Linked DNA regions of Mus musculus: region 2 is linked to region 1. The links are chromatin contacts, called in public HiChIP or PLAC-seq maps. All regions are on one chromosome and are shown on one strand. The core of a region is the stretch at or near the end of the contact, and the rest is flanking DNA. Distances in the headings are between cores, read along the strand shown.

The links. HiChIP or PLAC-seq counts read pairs in DNA pulled down with a chosen protein or histone mark.
Region 2: an H3K4me3 HiChIP or PLAC-seq map of the SCID.adh cell line shows a contact between it and region 1, with 10 read pairs. The contact joins two enhancer-like sites. A contact is called at or near these places in 1 of 115 datasets of contacts at active chromatin or transcription factors (the SCID.adh cell line) and 1 of 9 other capture datasets (embryonic stem cells).

Annotation. Positions count from the first base shown.
Region 1 is chr5:148,266,721-148,270,127 of GRCm38.p6, reverse strand. The region is part of intron 7 of Mtus2 (microtubule associated tumor suppressor candidate 2); the gene reads right to left. Among named protein-coding and RNA genes, the nearest start is that of Gm46928, 120 kb to the right of the region's middle. Within about 2 kb of position 1,582, at least 2 of the 459 cell types and tissues checked have an H3K27ac peak or open chromatin away from gene starts, as enhancers often do. A contact at or near this core is called in the SCID.adh cell line, where this site is marked.
Region 2 is chr5:148,708,039-148,711,445 of GRCm38.p6, reverse strand. No RefSeq gene overlaps it. Among named protein-coding and RNA genes, the nearest start is that of 2210417A02Rik, 32 kb to the left of the region's middle. Within about 2 kb of position 1,780, at least 162 of the 459 cell types and tissues checked have an H3K27ac peak or open chromatin away from gene starts, as enhancers often do. A contact at or near this core is called in the SCID.adh cell line, where this site is marked.

The sequences.
Region 1 (3,407 bases), core at 333-2,832:
TGTGAATTAAATTTCACACATGACACTTACATACTAAGCTGCAAAGAAGTCAGGAGCTCTCCCCTGAACAATACTGCCTCTTACCTATACATCTGGCTTAACTTGGTAAAATGTGTCATGCTGGGGGAGAGAGAGAGAGGTTTTCCTTGGCATCTTCAGGTGAGCCAGTCACAGAACACGTGTAACTCTGCAGTAATTTCCATGGCTCTCCGTGCACAGACCATTCATTTTCAGTGTGAATATTAAAAAGTGTGGCCGGATTTATAACAGAGCTCAGGGAGGGCATCCCAAGAGGTAGGGGGCAACCTTTAGTCTTCTTTCTGCTACAGTTTCAAGATAGTGCTGATACAATATTTGAAATAATCAATAAGTTTTATTTCTTTCTCAACTAATTAACTCAAGCTACAGTGTGTTTGTATAACGACCCACTTTTCTACTATGAAATGAAATTTAACAACAACAAAAACCCATTTAACAGGAAGTACTGCTCATATTCAATACTCTACCATATACTCGACTGTCTGATTGTGTGAACAATGTAGTCAAACCCTGTATTAAAAGAAACCAGAGTGACTGAACTTAAAAGGTTGGTCCAGTCTTTGTCCCTGTGCATGCTGGGAGAATCCCTAGTTAAAAGAAACATCTTGTTTACCCAGGAGACGGTGGCTAATGAGGGAGCATCATCCTAGCAGGAAGATAACAAGGGTATCCACATCTGGATGGCTAACAAGCAACTGGAAACAGAGACGGATGAGGCCAAGGAGCAGGAAATGCTAATTGAACATGCAAGGCAGGAGCATCCTAGAGAGCAAGCAGCAGAAAGAGAAGAAGCCAGCGAAGGGAGTTTTAATACATTTGTGTAGCACTTAAGACGCTTTTAGGCTCTTTGTAGATTCTCCCTTCCTTTAGTCTACCTTCCCAAAAGTATGAACAGTGCAGTCAGATTGCATCTCTGCTAAAAAGCAAGCAAGCAAGCAAGCAAGCAAGCAAGCAAGCAAACAAACAAACAACAAAACCAAAAGCAACCTTCCCCCAAATGAAATGAACCCCAAAGCCAAAACCAAACAACAACAACAAAACTCTGGGAGATCTACACTTCTCCATTAATACAAGTAAAGAAACCGCAAGCCTGGCTTCCAGGCGGGAGAGGTCTCTGCACTCTCTGTACTGTATTTTCCAGAGTTTAGTCTAAGTGAGAACTATCCTTTTGTGCTTCATCACATCGGAGCAAAAGCACTTCCTGGTGAACTCTTTGTTTGTAGCTCAATCCCCACTCCATGTCAGTTTAACAAAACCCCGCCCCATCCTTAAAACTCCGCCCCATCCCCACCCCCACCATGAGCCTCACTTATGATTCTTTTCCAGCTTTTTCCCAGTCGTGCAGTGGCCAGAACCTTCATTTAATTATCCTCTAGTCTGTAACTACTGTTTGGTTGCTCTCTGTGTGTGTCATGGATGTCTATACTATCTGTACTTCCTTGGGAGAATGTAGAAGCGCAAGGGAATCAGTAACTGGGAAAAGGCTGGTCACGTTTCTAGATCATTCACTGATAGTCTGCAGCAACCAGGCCTGGAGGACAGCAGTGACACATATGGCCAATTGGATAGCTAGGTGTGGGCAGGAAGACAACAGGCATGCATAGCTTTTAAAGACTTGTTTATTTTTATTTTACGTGCATGGGTGTGTATTTGACTGTATGTATTTTTGTATGCATGTATATGTTCAGTATCTGCATGCAGTGCCAGAGGAGGCCAGAAGAGGGCATTGGATCTCCTGGAACCACAGTTACAGATGGTTGTGAGTCACTTGTGGGTGCTCGGAATTGAACCCAGATCCTCCACAGAGCAGCCAGTGCTCTAACCACTGAGCCACCTCTCCAGCCCCAACATGGATAGGTGTTTTTTTTTTTTTTTTTTTTTAAACATTTTCTTGCTGAGCAGTTTTATTTTCCTTTTGTTCTCTGGGAAGATTGTACAGTTTTTCCTGGTCCACCATGGTAGAGAGCTATTTCCAGGTGACACTTTCCTAGCCTTATAGGAAGACTGTACAGTTTCTCCTGGTGCATCACAGTAGAGAGCCATTTCCTGGAGCCGCTTTTCTACCCTCCTTTCGGAGATGGTTTACAAAGTTACAGAGCTCACCATTTAAAAAAAAAAAAAAAAAAAGAACATCTTAGCTACTGTGTAACCAAACTGAAAAAAAATGTTATCTCTGAAGTTCCTATGTCCTCTCACATAGTTAAGTGACGGTAGTAGGAAAGGTTTGGTTTCAGAGGGATAACTTGCTGGGCTAGAGCTATCAGGAAAAGTTTCTGATGACTTCTACTTCACCCTAACACTTTTCAAACTGTGTTGATGCTGGATGGTGAGGGGCAACAGAGGGCGGAGCTTACAGTGGGAGGACCAACAGAGGGCGGGGCTTACAGTGGGAGGGCTAATGGAGGGCGGGGCTTACAGTGAGAGGACTAGCAGAGGGTGGGGCTTGCTGAAACTCACAGCCAGCTATGCCCAAAGCAGGAGGCAGAATGAAATGCTCTACTAAGTCTCCTACATCACAGTGCTTGCACAACAGCTATGGAGTGAAGGAAGGACTTGGGCACACACACTTCTTGTGAAGTGATCCTGAAAAGCAAGTATTAGCAAAACAACGCCTGCTCTTATTTTAAAAGAAGTCCCCACTCCTTTAAAAGGCACCTAAATATGCAGCCATTAAACCCTATGCTGGAAAAACTATTCTGAAACATGAAAAAGAAGAAAAAAATATCAAGAAATACGGGTGTCCCAGTAATGAGAAGGTCTATTAATTAACGTTTTACATTTTTATCACAGGAAACTGAGGTACTGAACTTGGGGTTTCACAGCTAAAACAAATGGCAGTTCATCAAACAGCATGCTTCTTCAGAGATGAATAACAAATTATTTTCCAAAAATCCTTAAATGCAATAGTAATATAAGGAAGGCTATTATTTTAGCAATTTGATCTAACAGAAACCAGGGCAGACTCACTTTAAGATCCCTTATTCTCAAACAAAAAAGGTGCTCTCCCCCCTTCCCCACCCCCTCTCGGGTCTACTGGCTTGGTAGATCAGGCTGACCACAAAACCACAGAGATCTGTCTGCCCCTTCATCTGAGTGCTGGAATTAAAGGTGTGCACCACGACACCTGGATGTTCTAAAAGATTAAAAGATTCTCTCTCTCTCTTTCTTTCTCTGTCTCTACACACACACACACACACACACACACACACACACACACACACACTGAAGATAAGGTCTTATTATCCTGCCCTTGTGGCCTTGAATTCTCAGCCTACCCACCTTACCCCTCACCTGAGGAGTTGAGATTACAGGCTCCATCTCTGTGCCTGGCTTTATATCTAGAACGTGTGGACCTGAGTTTAGGAATA
Region 2 (3,407 bases), core at 531-3,030, 440 kb before region 1:
TCTTTTAAAGATCCCTTTAATTTTATGTGTATTAGTGTTTGCCTGAATGTATGTATATGTACCGTGAATGTGCAGTACCAGTAGAGGCCAGAAGGCATCATATCCCCTGTAACTATGAGCTACCATGTGGATGCTAGGAAGCAAGTTTGAGTCCCCTGCAAGAGCAGCCAAGTGCTCTTAACCTCTGAGCCACCCCTCTAGCGTTAATAGATTTGTTTAGTATCTTTCTATCATATGAGACCTCCTTCACAACAAATGCTATTGGGCAACTACTAGAAGCCTCATTACCTTGATTTAGGATTTCCTTGGCAGCAACATCTAGTAATGTTGTTGTTGTTGTTGTTGTTGGTGGTGGTGGTGGTGGTGGTGGTAGTGGGATGTTTTGTGTGTGTGTGTAGGTGTATGTCTCCAAATCTATGTTTTCCTCACAGCTCTGTGTGTTCAATGCTTTTCTCTTTTCTGTTTCTAAAGTGATGTGCAGATTGCAGATTCAGGAGCCATGAAGCTTGTCCATGGGCATTCAAAGTCACTGGTGGGCAAACCTACAGGAGAACCCCCAAGCAGAACTAGTGACCATGGTCTGTGTTGGAGGGAGGGATAGGTTTGGCTTTTATTGGGGTCCTGAGCTTCTGTTGTTCATGAAATGCATCTCTCCTCTTAAAGGGGACAGGGGAAGTTTATTCCTGAGATAAATATTCATGGCAGAGGCCTAGGGGCAGGGATTAGGGTTACCCCAAATTCAATGTTACAACATGGAAATAATTTCATCGAGCTGTCATAATCCCCGAATAAAAGAAAGTCATACATAAATCAAGGCATTCCCCAGATCTATTCATGGGAACATCAGGTAGGTGGGTTAGAACAAAAGGAAAGAAACCTGCTATGGATGTCTGATGTGGTCCCATGACATTCTTCACTTTGGATTTGTGGAAGCAAAGATCTTGTCTTAATTCACTTTCCATTGGCATCCAAAGCAACCTGTGAGAGTTTATTTCAGCTCACAGCTCATCGTCCATCCCTGAGGGAAGTCAGGGCAAGAATTCTGGCAGGAACCTGGAGGCAGGGACTGAAGCAGAGGCCACCGAGGAGCGCTGCTTACTGCCTGGCTTCCCTTGAACTGATTTCTCAGCTAACTTTTTTATATTGCCCAGGACCACCTGTCTCAGGGCTGCAGTAGGCTAGACCCTTCCACATCAATGGCTAAGCAAATGTCCCCAGACTTTCCTACAGGCCAGCCTGATAGTGTCAAGTTGACAAAGACCTAAATAATGCAATCTAAAAACCTGCGCCTGAGGGTCACACGGTGTCAGGTTGGACACAGAGAACAGCTATGAAGAGGAGTTTTCGGTGTAAGATAACTTGGACTCTGAATCTATAACATTTCTACTCTGAACCACTGGGAAGTTCTAATCAGCCAATCTCCTTGCAGAATCTTTATCACGAGTATGGATTTTTTTCCCTTGCAACTTTGCTTCCTGCTCTGACTTTTCAGAGGGCATAATACAAGCACTTAGCAACCCACTGTAAGGTCTTAGCTAAGCACACTCGAGATCCAGATGGGATCGGTAGGGGTTCAGGACTGAGGGGTGGGGAGACCTGGGATTCTTAGAACTCGATGAGATTGGAAGAGGCCTGGGAGACGCCATGCATGCTGGCCAGGTGTCTCTCCTAATGAGACCAAAACTCAAAGGCTCAGAGAAGTCACCCCAATACTTACTCTCTATCTCTGGAGTTGGAGATGAATCATCTGTCCTTCCATTTTTAAAATAACTGTGTGAGTAATAGTGCTAATATTTTCCATTTTAAGAGAAACCCAGAAAGTGAAAGGAGATTGTTTTCCTTAAGCAATGCAGATGCCAATGTAATAAAACCCTTCGAGTACTTGTGTGTGCGTACAGCAGGTAAAGCATGTCACAGTGGGTTCACCCTGGTCACATGGAAGGACACCGGACTTTCTGACCAGGGTCATCTAAGTATCTGGGAGAAAGACAGGGGTTTAACCTTCCCTAAACTACTGAATGCCACTGTAATAATTGGTTGCCAGGGCACTGGAAACCTTCGGGATGGGTGGCTCCACGGAGCCTGCATCTGCTGGCTGCCCTTCTGTCGGATGCAGGAGGCGGACGTGGGGGAACCAGCTCTCTGTGGCTGCAGATCTGCACCCTGCCTTTCCTCCCCAGCTGCCAGTTTGAAGGGCATGTGGGCTGTGTGATCCCTTTGTTCCTTTGAAAGAGAAGAGAAATGTGCTCGGTGTAAAAATAGGGTTTAAAAGGCTTTAAAAACCAATCATGCCACATCAGGACGGGTGACAGAGGAGAGTGCTTCCTGTGGTGGCACCTGCAGAGACCCCTCCCCCACCCCAGGTATCTCTGCCCCGCCCTGCTTCTCCTCTGCACCTCGGATTGGGTGCTCCTGGGATTCCATCTACTGGAGCCACTTGCTTTTAGGGTTTAAAGAGAGTCAATTCACTCACTGGGGGCAGGAGACAAAGCTGGGCTTGGGGCTGGGGCTTCTCAGTCCTCTCTCTGGTCCCCTTATTTTTACTTAAGAGCGGCAGGCTTTTCCATTAAAGTTCCCAGATCTTCCTCCACAAGCCCTTTCTATATTTTTAGCACCACAGTCCCTCTTATCTGGATGTGGTAACCCCTTAAAGTCTTTGAGGGCCATCCAAAAAACATCCAGGGTATCTTGTTAAAGGACGAAGCGTCAAGAGCGACGTGCCTTTTACATACTGGACCTCACATCACCTTTTGCTAGTTTTAAGGACTTTATTTACTCTTTAAGGGCAAGAATCGGGCCCTAGGTCAGCTAAAGATGCACTCCATTAAAGATGCACAATTAATTCCGTGGCACTCTGTAGGGATCTCTGCACACGACCCTCCAGCATGGCTCCTTCCTTGCTGTGACAGCCTCAGTCAGGGGCTGAGGCTTGTAGCTCAGTCTGTAATCAGTTGTTCTTCACTGCTGGCCTTGAGGGGAAAAAAAGTCATTTGCTGTGCCCCGAAGGGAGTCTTTAGTGTAATTCCACATTCCTGGCTGGTACCCAGGGCCCCACACTAGCTGTCAGTCCCACCTAGCTCCCTCCTCACCATCCCCGTGTTACACCAGGGCCCCACTCAGGGCTTTGGCATCAGACCTTCATCCGAGCTTTCAATCTCAGCTCTGCCAGTGACTCTGGGTAAGCAATTAATGAGTCACTTTCCTCTGGAAAGTGGAGTTAGTGGCACTTCCTTTATTTGTACAGAGAAGGCTTTTGAGCATATGTGAGACTGTTCGGTGACTTGGAACAAGAGCTCTTCCCTTCTGAGCTCTCCTCTGTGATTTGTCAGAAAAATTACCATAACCAGCCCACAGTGCTGGGTGAGTGGTCTGACAGCTGTCTCCCTGGTGCAGCCCTCTGAGTAGCG